Linked DNA regions of Sus scrofa: regions 2 and 3 are each linked to region 1. The links are chromatin contacts, called in public promoter capture Hi-C maps. All regions are on one chromosome and are shown on one strand. The core of a region is the stretch at or near the end of the contact, and the rest is flanking DNA. Distances in the headings are between cores, read along the strand shown. Region 1 holds the start of DGUOK (deoxyguanosine kinase, mitochondrial). Region 2 holds the start of MOB1A (MOB kinase activator 1A). Region 3 holds the start of BOLA3 (bolA-like protein 3).

What was found. Promoter capture Hi-C pulls out the DNA fragments that hold promoters and counts their contacts.
Region 2: a contact with region 1 is called in a promoter capture Hi-C map of liver, with 5 times the contacts expected there. A contact is called at or near these places in 2 of 5 promoter capture datasets (fetal liver and liver) and 1 of 2 datasets of targeted methods (alveolar macrophages).
Region 3: a contact with region 1 is called in a promoter capture Hi-C map of liver, with 5 times the contacts expected there. A contact is called at or near these places in 2 of 5 promoter capture datasets (fetal skeletal muscle and liver), 3 of 47 Hi-C or Micro-C datasets (embryonic fibroblasts, heart right ventricle and liver) and 1 of 2 datasets of targeted methods (alveolar macrophages).

The regions. Positions count from the first base shown.
Region 1 is chr3:69,090,019-69,092,718 of Sscrofa11.1, reverse strand. It overlaps DGUOK (deoxyguanosine kinase, mitochondrial), which reads left to right and starts at 1,353. Exons shown (of 6, transcript XM_021087369.1): 1 at 1,353-1,607.
Region 2 is chr3:68,851,083-68,853,782 of Sscrofa11.1, reverse strand. It overlaps MOB1A (MOB kinase activator 1A), which reads right to left and starts at 1,314. Exons shown (of 6, transcript XM_021087363.1): 1 at 1,031-1,314. The coding sequence starts at 1,044.
Region 3 is chr3:68,882,062-68,884,761 of Sscrofa11.1, reverse strand. It overlaps BOLA3 (bolA-like protein 3), which reads right to left and starts at 1,315. Exons shown (of 4, transcript XM_003481180.4): 1 at 1,126-1,315. The coding sequence starts at 1,179.

The sequences.
Region 1 (2,700 bases), core at 104-2,603:
AAGCTGTGGTGTAGATTGCAGCTCCAGCCCGGACTCAATTCCTGACCCCTGACCCAGGAACTTCCCTATGCCGTGGCTGTGGCTCAGAAAGAAAAAAAACAAAAAGGAAAGGAAAGGAAAGAAAGGTAAGCAGTATTCTTACACAGAAGTAGCTGTGGGAGTGGGAGTGGGGGATGGGATAGACTTTAGCTGCCTGCGACCCACCCAGGCTATCCTGAATAAAATGTACACTCTATTTTTAATTAGATTGTATGGGAATATAGTATACTAATGTCATTTCAGCCATCCCATATAAACATTAATATAGGAAAAAATTCCTGTGCCAGATTTGCAAACAGTTGTCCCAGTCACTGGCCCCGCCCTACTGATTCTGGCAAACAGAATGGTTTCCTAAAACCTCCCTCATCTAAGATTGCTGCCAGAATGCTGGTTTGCCTGTTGCCTCCCGGTTTGACTCTTGTGGAAGGTGGAGGCATCATTTGACAACATTTCATAAATCCTTAGTTCTAAAGTCGTTACATCCATGGGGTGTGGCAGGACAAAGCCTGTTAGGGCCTCATCCGGTGGCAGCAGCTCAGAATTGTCCCTGTCCTTCTGCAAAACACAATTCTCCACCGACTGCTGGATTCCAGTTTTATACATTTATGCATTAGAAAGTCTCTCTTTATCCTGGCTTTTCCCAAGCTTTTACAAATCCCATTCTGAATCCCCACCAGCCACCTCGCCTCCGCCATTGCTCACGCCCACAGAACCCAGTTTATCTGGTTTAAACGAGTTCCACACGCGTCCCTGAGCTTCCACCCTCTTTATCCTTACAGAATATTTGGCTACTATGCAAATTGATGGGGCAAAAGTTTGTTTATCCATTCAAGAAGCAAAATAAGAGGTGGGGTGTAGTTGATGAATTTAACGTATTCAAAAAGGTGCCAGCATTATGCCACGAATTAACAGGGCATGGGAAAACGTTAATTTGTGTAAATCTTCAGGTTGCATCTTCTTCCTACTGAAAACCGTCCAACTTCTTCCTGTGTCAGAATAAAAACCAGACAACGTGGGGGCGGGGGGTGGGGGAGTCGCTTAAAATTACAATTATTTTTGTCTTCAGTTGTGAAATTTATGTTACAGTGATACAAAAAGGCAAAGGCGCTGAGACCGTTAATTTATGTCTCTTTTTAAGTGCTATTTGTCCAGTGAACAAAAAAGAAGGTGCAAATCCTACAGCAGCACCTCTCATCAGCAATCTTCCCCGTTGCCTACATCAGGCGTCTTCCTTTTCGTTACACCCTCCCACGAACATCGCGAGAACAGAGCTTCCCTTTGGCCCCTCCCCTCCAGTCCTCTCAACCCCACCCACTTCCTGCCTGGCGATCGCCTGACGTAGAAGGCGCGCCGGAGTGCGTGTACTGCGCTACCGGGGGCGGAACGGCTCTCGGCGGAAGTGATCGCTGCGTGAATCGTGGGTGTGATGACCGCGCTTCGGCTCTATCTAAGGCTGCTGCGATCATCCTCCAAATCCATGGCTCAGAGCCCAGTCAAGGGCGGGCCCCCCTCCAGGGGTCTGCACGCGGGGCGCGGGCCCCGAAGGCTCTCCATCGAAGGCAACATTGGTAAGGGCCAGAAAGTAGCTGCCAAGCCTCGGCCTCCGCAGAGCAGGTGCTTGAGAGGCTGCAAAAGGGAGCTGGGCTTGCAACCCCCTCCCTCCCCGACTGATGTGGCCGGACTGAGCTGCCAGGCCTTTTCCCCTTAAGTGCACTCTGGGCCTTTGACTCTGATTTTTCAGGCGTCAAGCCTCAGTTCTCTCCCACAGAGACACGTTTATTGGGGCATAGAAGCCACGCAGTCCACAGATAGGACAAGAGTTAGCTTGTTTTGATAGAACAAAATAGAAATAAGGAGCAGGGTGCAAGTTCTTTTTTTTCCCCTAAGATAAGGTTGCTAGGAGTTCCCGTTGTGGCTCAGTTGTTAAGGAATCCGACTTGGAACCATGAGGTTGCGGGTTCAATCCCTGGCCTCGCTCAGTGGGTTGGGGATCCGGCGTTTTCATAAGCTGTGGTGTAGGTCGAAGACGCGGCTCGTATCCCGCGTTGCTGTGGCTCTGGTGTAGGCCGGCCGCTACCGCTCCGATTAGACCCCTAGCCTGGGAAACTCCGTATGCTGCAGGTGCGGCCCTAGAAAAGGCAAAAAAAAAAAAAAAGACAAATAATAATAATAGTAATAATAAGATTGCCAGATTTAGGGGAGAAAAAAAGAATGCCCATTGAAAATAGTGTTTCAGATAACGAATAATGTTTTAGTATGTGTCCCATGCAATATTTGGGACATACACTTAAAAAAAAAGAAAAGAAAAACTAAAATACAGATTTAACTGGGTGTCCTTATTTCACCTGGCAATCCAGTGAGAGACCCACTGGATCTTAAATAAAATGAAAGCAAAGCATTTCAATATAATGTTACTAAATTCTAACTTAAGACTTTTACCTATTAAGCTGCTAAGCCCTGAAAAGGGATTAGCAAGTGTAAAGTATTGAAGACATTCTAGCAGCATACTGAAAATTTCTCATTTTATGCATTCAAGAAATAGCCCTGTGAGCAATTTCTACAATCCCACAGTGGTTTTGTCCCTGAGGACACAGCAGTGAACAGAACAAATAAAAATCTCTGCTCTCAGGGAGCTCTAGTAGAGAGAGAGAGAGACAGTAA
Region 2 (2,700 bases), core at 65-2,564, 240 kb after region 1:
TTAAAAGAAGAAAAAGACCGGAAGGAGGGGGTAGATAACGGTCTAGTAATAAGGAAACTTTAAAATATAAATCGGATTTTTTGATATGGTGATCATACTTTAAAAAAAATCCAAAGAGGGAAAAAGCGATTTAGACAAAGATACTCTTAGTAGTGCTATTTTATAACTGCAAAGTATTAGAAAGAATCCAAATTTCTCACAATAAATGGGGTAAACTGTAGTTATGAAACACTATGTAATTTAATAAAACTTGGAAAAAATGCCAAGTACGTGGGTAATGCCCATAACTAAAAATGGATATGTATTTGCTCATACAAGACATGTTAAAGCAAAATAATAAGAGCCCCCTGAGAATAACACGTAAGGTGCTAGAGCAATGCTTCTCAAAGCTAAATGTGCTTAAGAATCATCAGAGTTACACTTTCCCATTTAAGCCGCACTTGCGCCCAGACGTTATCTCTAAAATAAGAGTCTACCGAGTTAAAACGCAGTTAGCTAATTATACAAATTCACAAAGTGGGCTGGATCAGAATTTGGACACAAGGCCGCCAGCTTAACTTTCAGCTTCTCAAACTGCGGCACTCCACATTTTCCGCGGGGGTAACCGAATACTGATGACAATAAAGGGGGACGTATAGTAGAGTAAAAAGCCAAATCTGTATGGATCGTTACCAAAAGGCTGGAGACCGGAGAAAAATTGGAAGCCCCAAGCGGGGCCCATGGCTCCGCCCCTAGATCATCCCTCTGCCCTCAGGCGCACTCGGGCGGAAAAGTTTCGGCGGCGCCGCCGGCCTCGGGGCCTTCCTACTCCCCAACTTTCTCGCTCCGCTTCCTCTGCCTCGACCTTCACCTCCGTCTGCCTCTGACCACAACCAGGCTTCCCTGCGACCCCGAGCGGTGGCAAAGCAAGAGCCGGGTACGCCAGCCCCGACCCCGGGACCCGCCCTCTCCTCAGGCTCCCACTGGCCCCCTCCACGACCTCGGCCCTCAGCCCCCTCAACCCTGAAGCCCTGGGCCGGGCCACACTCACAAGAGGAAGCTCATCTTCTATCCTCAGAGCGGAGGGGAGGGGCCGCTCGCCCCCGCCGAGGTCAGGATTCGGAGTCCGCGCGGGACTGAGGGGGATCCGAAGGTCCTCAGCCGGCGGACAGCGGATGCCCGCGACGCTGCAGCTCGCAGCCGGGGTCAAGCCGCTGCAAGCAGGTGCGAACTACTGCACCCGCCTCGCCTTCCTCCCCGACTTTACGGACCCGAAATGCGGAACCAGCAAAATCTCGCGAGCGAAAGCTTCGTTCAGCCCCGCCCCACCGAGAGGGACTCGGCACGCCCCTTTTCCTTGGGCCGGCTCCTCCACCTGAGCCAATCAGGGACCTTTACGCCGGGACTTCCGCTGAACAAGTTGCCCTGGACTTGGAATCCTCTGCCTGCGATGCTGATGTGCGTGGTCCAGGTTGAAGCAGCTCTATTTTGTCCCAGTTATCTAGATGTCAGATGGCTATGTGTGCGAAATTTTTTACTTAACGTTAATTTGATTTTTTAAGTTGAGATGTAATTTACACAGCATAAAATTCGCCGTTTTTAAAAATATGCTTCAGTGGTTTTCCCACATATTCGGACTTGTAGAGCGGTAACAATTACCTATTTCTAGAACATTTTCCCATCACTTCCAAAGGAAACGGGTACCCATTAGCAGTCGCTCACCATTCCTCCCTACTCCCATCCCTTGGCGACATCTAGTCTACCTTTTTATATGAGTTTGCCTAATCTGGATATTTCAAATAAGTGGAATTGTACAATATGTGCACAATCTTCGTGATTAGTTTCTTTTACCTGATCATGTTATCAAGATTCATCCATGTTGGAGATCCTGTGTTAGCTCCGCAGGTCAGAACCCAGCATGGTGTGCATGAGGATGAGAGTTCCATCCCTGGACTCGCTTGGTGGGTTAAAGATGTGGGGTTGCCACAAGCTGCGGTGTAGGTTGCAGATACCGGTTGGATCCTGCATTGCTGTGGCTGTGGCCTAGTCCGGTGGGCAGCTGCAGCTCTGATTCAACCCTAGCCTGGGAACTTCCATGTGTCGCAGGTATGGCCCTAAAAAGAAAAAATAGAAAGATTCATCCTTGTTGTAGCAGGTATCTGTTCTTCATTCATTTTTTATTATGAGCACTATTCCATTGTATAAATATACCACATTTTGTTTATCCATTCATCTGTTGATGGACTTTGTGGTTGTTTCCAGCTTGGGGCTATTAGGAATAAGGCCATTAGGAACATTCCTCTGTGGGATTTTGTGTGGATGAATGTGTTCTTTTCTCTTGGGTATGTGCCTGGGAATGACTGGGTCATATACTAACTATGTATTTATCTTTGGGGGGAACTGCCAGATTGTTTTCTAAATTGGATGCACTATTTTACCTTCCACTGGCGAATAACTGAGGGTTTTGCTATTTCCACATCCTTGATAACATTTGTTACTGTGTATCTTTTTTATTATAGCCGTTCTCGTGGGTGCGAAGTGGTAGCTCCAGATTTTGATTTGCATTTCCCTGTTGGCTGATGTTAAGAATCTTTTCAAGTGCTTATTGGCTATTTGAAACAAATTTATCTCTCTCTTCCTTTAAGTTGCCTCAGGCCCCCAAAGGATCATCCAAAAAGGGGTCCTGGTCCAGTATCAGTCTTCATCCACCGTCTCCACAGC
Region 3 (2,700 bases), core at 66-2,565, 210 kb after region 1:
AGTTAAAGAATCTCAGATCACCTCCTTTAAATGCCCTGTGCACTAACTCTTTCACCAACTGGTCTCAGAGGCCAAGACTGAGTCTGTCCTGTTCTGCAGTCTTCCAGAACTGCCCAGGGCAGGCCCTCCGGAAGATGTGGGTGATGGATGAATGAATGAATCAATGAACAGGGGAAGAACCACGTGATTCAGGGCATACCTATGGATCACCAGCAAAGAAATCTCGATTCTAACACTTAGCAGAAATGCAGGTCAGGAGAAAGATCTGACTTGGGAGGGAGACTGAGTGCTGTATGTGACAGACACTTGATGTTGTGGGCCTGGGTAAGATGGGGTGGGGGGGTTAGGACCTCTCCTGAAGCCAGTGCCCTGGGGGACAAAGGCAGAGGGTAACCAGGTGGCTCGGAAGAAGCAATCACTAAGGGGTCAGGGTGGTTGGCACTGCTGACTCCTTGGGAGAAACCTTCCCTCATCTCAGCTATCTGCAGGCAGTGGCTTTTAAAAACCTAGCAATCTACTGACAAAAATCTCCGGAATGCGGACTGTCCAGGCTGGAAGTCACCAGGAGAATTGCTCGTCATGCCTGGGGGAGGCAGGTTCAAAAGAAGAAAGAATGTGAGAAGAAAGCCAAAGAAGTGGATGAATCAGAAAGGGGGAGAGAAAATTCGGAGAGCGCGTGGGGAGTGCCCTCTGCGGGCTTGCTACTAGGGGAGTGTGGGATTTGGGGAGGGTCAAGGTCACAGAAGCCGGGCGGACGTTCTGGAGCCCAGACCCAGCCACAGTCCCTGGCATGCACGCCGCGACTCCCGGCTATGCCTCCCACGTCTCTGGTAAATCAACACTGCTTGGTCCGTGGCCGCCGTATTCAGAATGTTTGCGCATCCGTTCCCCTCGCCCTCCACCCCCGCCCTGTTCGCGGGAGCTCCCCCAGCCCGCGCCGGGCCTGACACTTCGACTACGCGTAGCCGGGCCCGCTGGATGAACGAACCAACGGATGAGAGAAAGAACGCGGAGGCCCCCGGCTCGGCGCGCCGCCCTCCGCGAGCGGGTGCTCCAGCTCTGGCCGCAGCCCGCCCCGCGGTCTCCCGCCCCGGCGAGAGCAGCCCGGCCCCCGCCCGCGCTCACCCCGCGGCTCCCGCGGAGCAGAGGCGCTGCCGCGGCCGGGCTCCAAGCAGCCATGCCCGGCCGACGCGGCCCGCCGCCCGAGGTCGCCGAGTCTCCCAAAAGGCGCGGAACCCGGAACCCGAGCCACCTCCGCCGTGGGCGAGGCCGCCCCCTGCCGTCTGGAGGCCGGGAGCCGCCCCGCACGCCCGGGGCCCCGCCCTCCGCCTTCTCTCGCGAGCAGCCTCCGCTGCCCAGGCTGGGGACAGAGCCAGTACCCGGGGCTCCATGCAGCCTTCGGACTTCCCCTCGTCCCAAGGACCCTGGTGCCCTAAGTGGACCGCCGCTGTGCCCACTCACCACCCCACACCCTGCTGTTAAACGGAGGGTCTTGGGGGTTCCCGTCGTGGCTCAGCGGTTAACGAATCCAACTAGGAACCATGAGGTTGCGGGTTTGATCCCTGGCCTTGCTCAGTGGGTTAAGGATCCGGCGTTGCCGTGAGCTGTGGTGTAGGTCGCAGATGCGGCTGGGATCCCGCATTGCTGTGGCTCAGGTGTAGGCTGGCAGATTAGACCCCTAGCCTGGGAACCTCCATATTCCACAGGAGCGACCCTAGAAAAGACAGAAAGACAAACAAAAACACAAAACAAAACAGAGGGTCTTGGGTTTCTCCCTCCAGGAAGGAACCAGGGAAGGATTCTAAAGAGGGGAGTCATTGTCAGATTTGTGCTTTAGAAAGATCACTGAGGAGCGGAGACAGTAGGGGGCTGAAATTGGAGAGGAGGACAGAAGTCCCAGCTTCTGTTCCGAAGGAGAGGGGAGACCCAAGGGGAGACCTGGTAGCAGGGATGGGAGGAGTAGATTGAGACACCTGGGAGGAATGGACTGGAGTGACCGGCTGAAAGTAGCAGGGCTGAAGGTGGCAGGGATGAGGCTCAGGTTTCTGACTTGGATAGATGGAGGAGGGCTAGGCGTGGGATGATGGGGATTGACTAACTTGGTTTTGAATTTGCCTCAGTTTAAGGTGCCTGCAGGACACGGCTCAGCAGAGGTGGAGGCTTGGAGTCACAGACCTTGGCATTTTGAGAATGCAGGGGAAGCTGACACTATCAGGGACGGATTGTCAGCAAATCTGCCCCATGTCTGGAATACTTCAGACAGTTCGAAGCAGAAATTCAACCAAGCCCTTTCTCTCTCTAGCAGTATGTGCATATAGCATGTGGTCTGGTATACCGTGAAGGATGAACCAGCTCTTTTTACTCTTGCATTTTGCCTATGCAATCAGTATGTTCACTGCTGCACTTGGATGGGTTGTGTAAGCAGATAGGTAGAAGGTCCCGGAAACAGAGAACCAGGCATGGATTTTTGACATAAGCCATTTTCAGCCTGTCATTTGTGATCTAAGCCTGGCCACAAGGGTTAGATCTTGGGTCTCAGTAATTAATGATCTTAGGGAAACAGAAGTATGTGGGAACAGACGGACTCTTACCAGACAAGAGAAGTAACAACAGCAAAGATAGTAAATCAGTTGTAAAGACTCCCAGTTCTGCTTCAACAGTAGATTAGCCTGTCACACACTCTTGAGCAGTTTTGCAGAA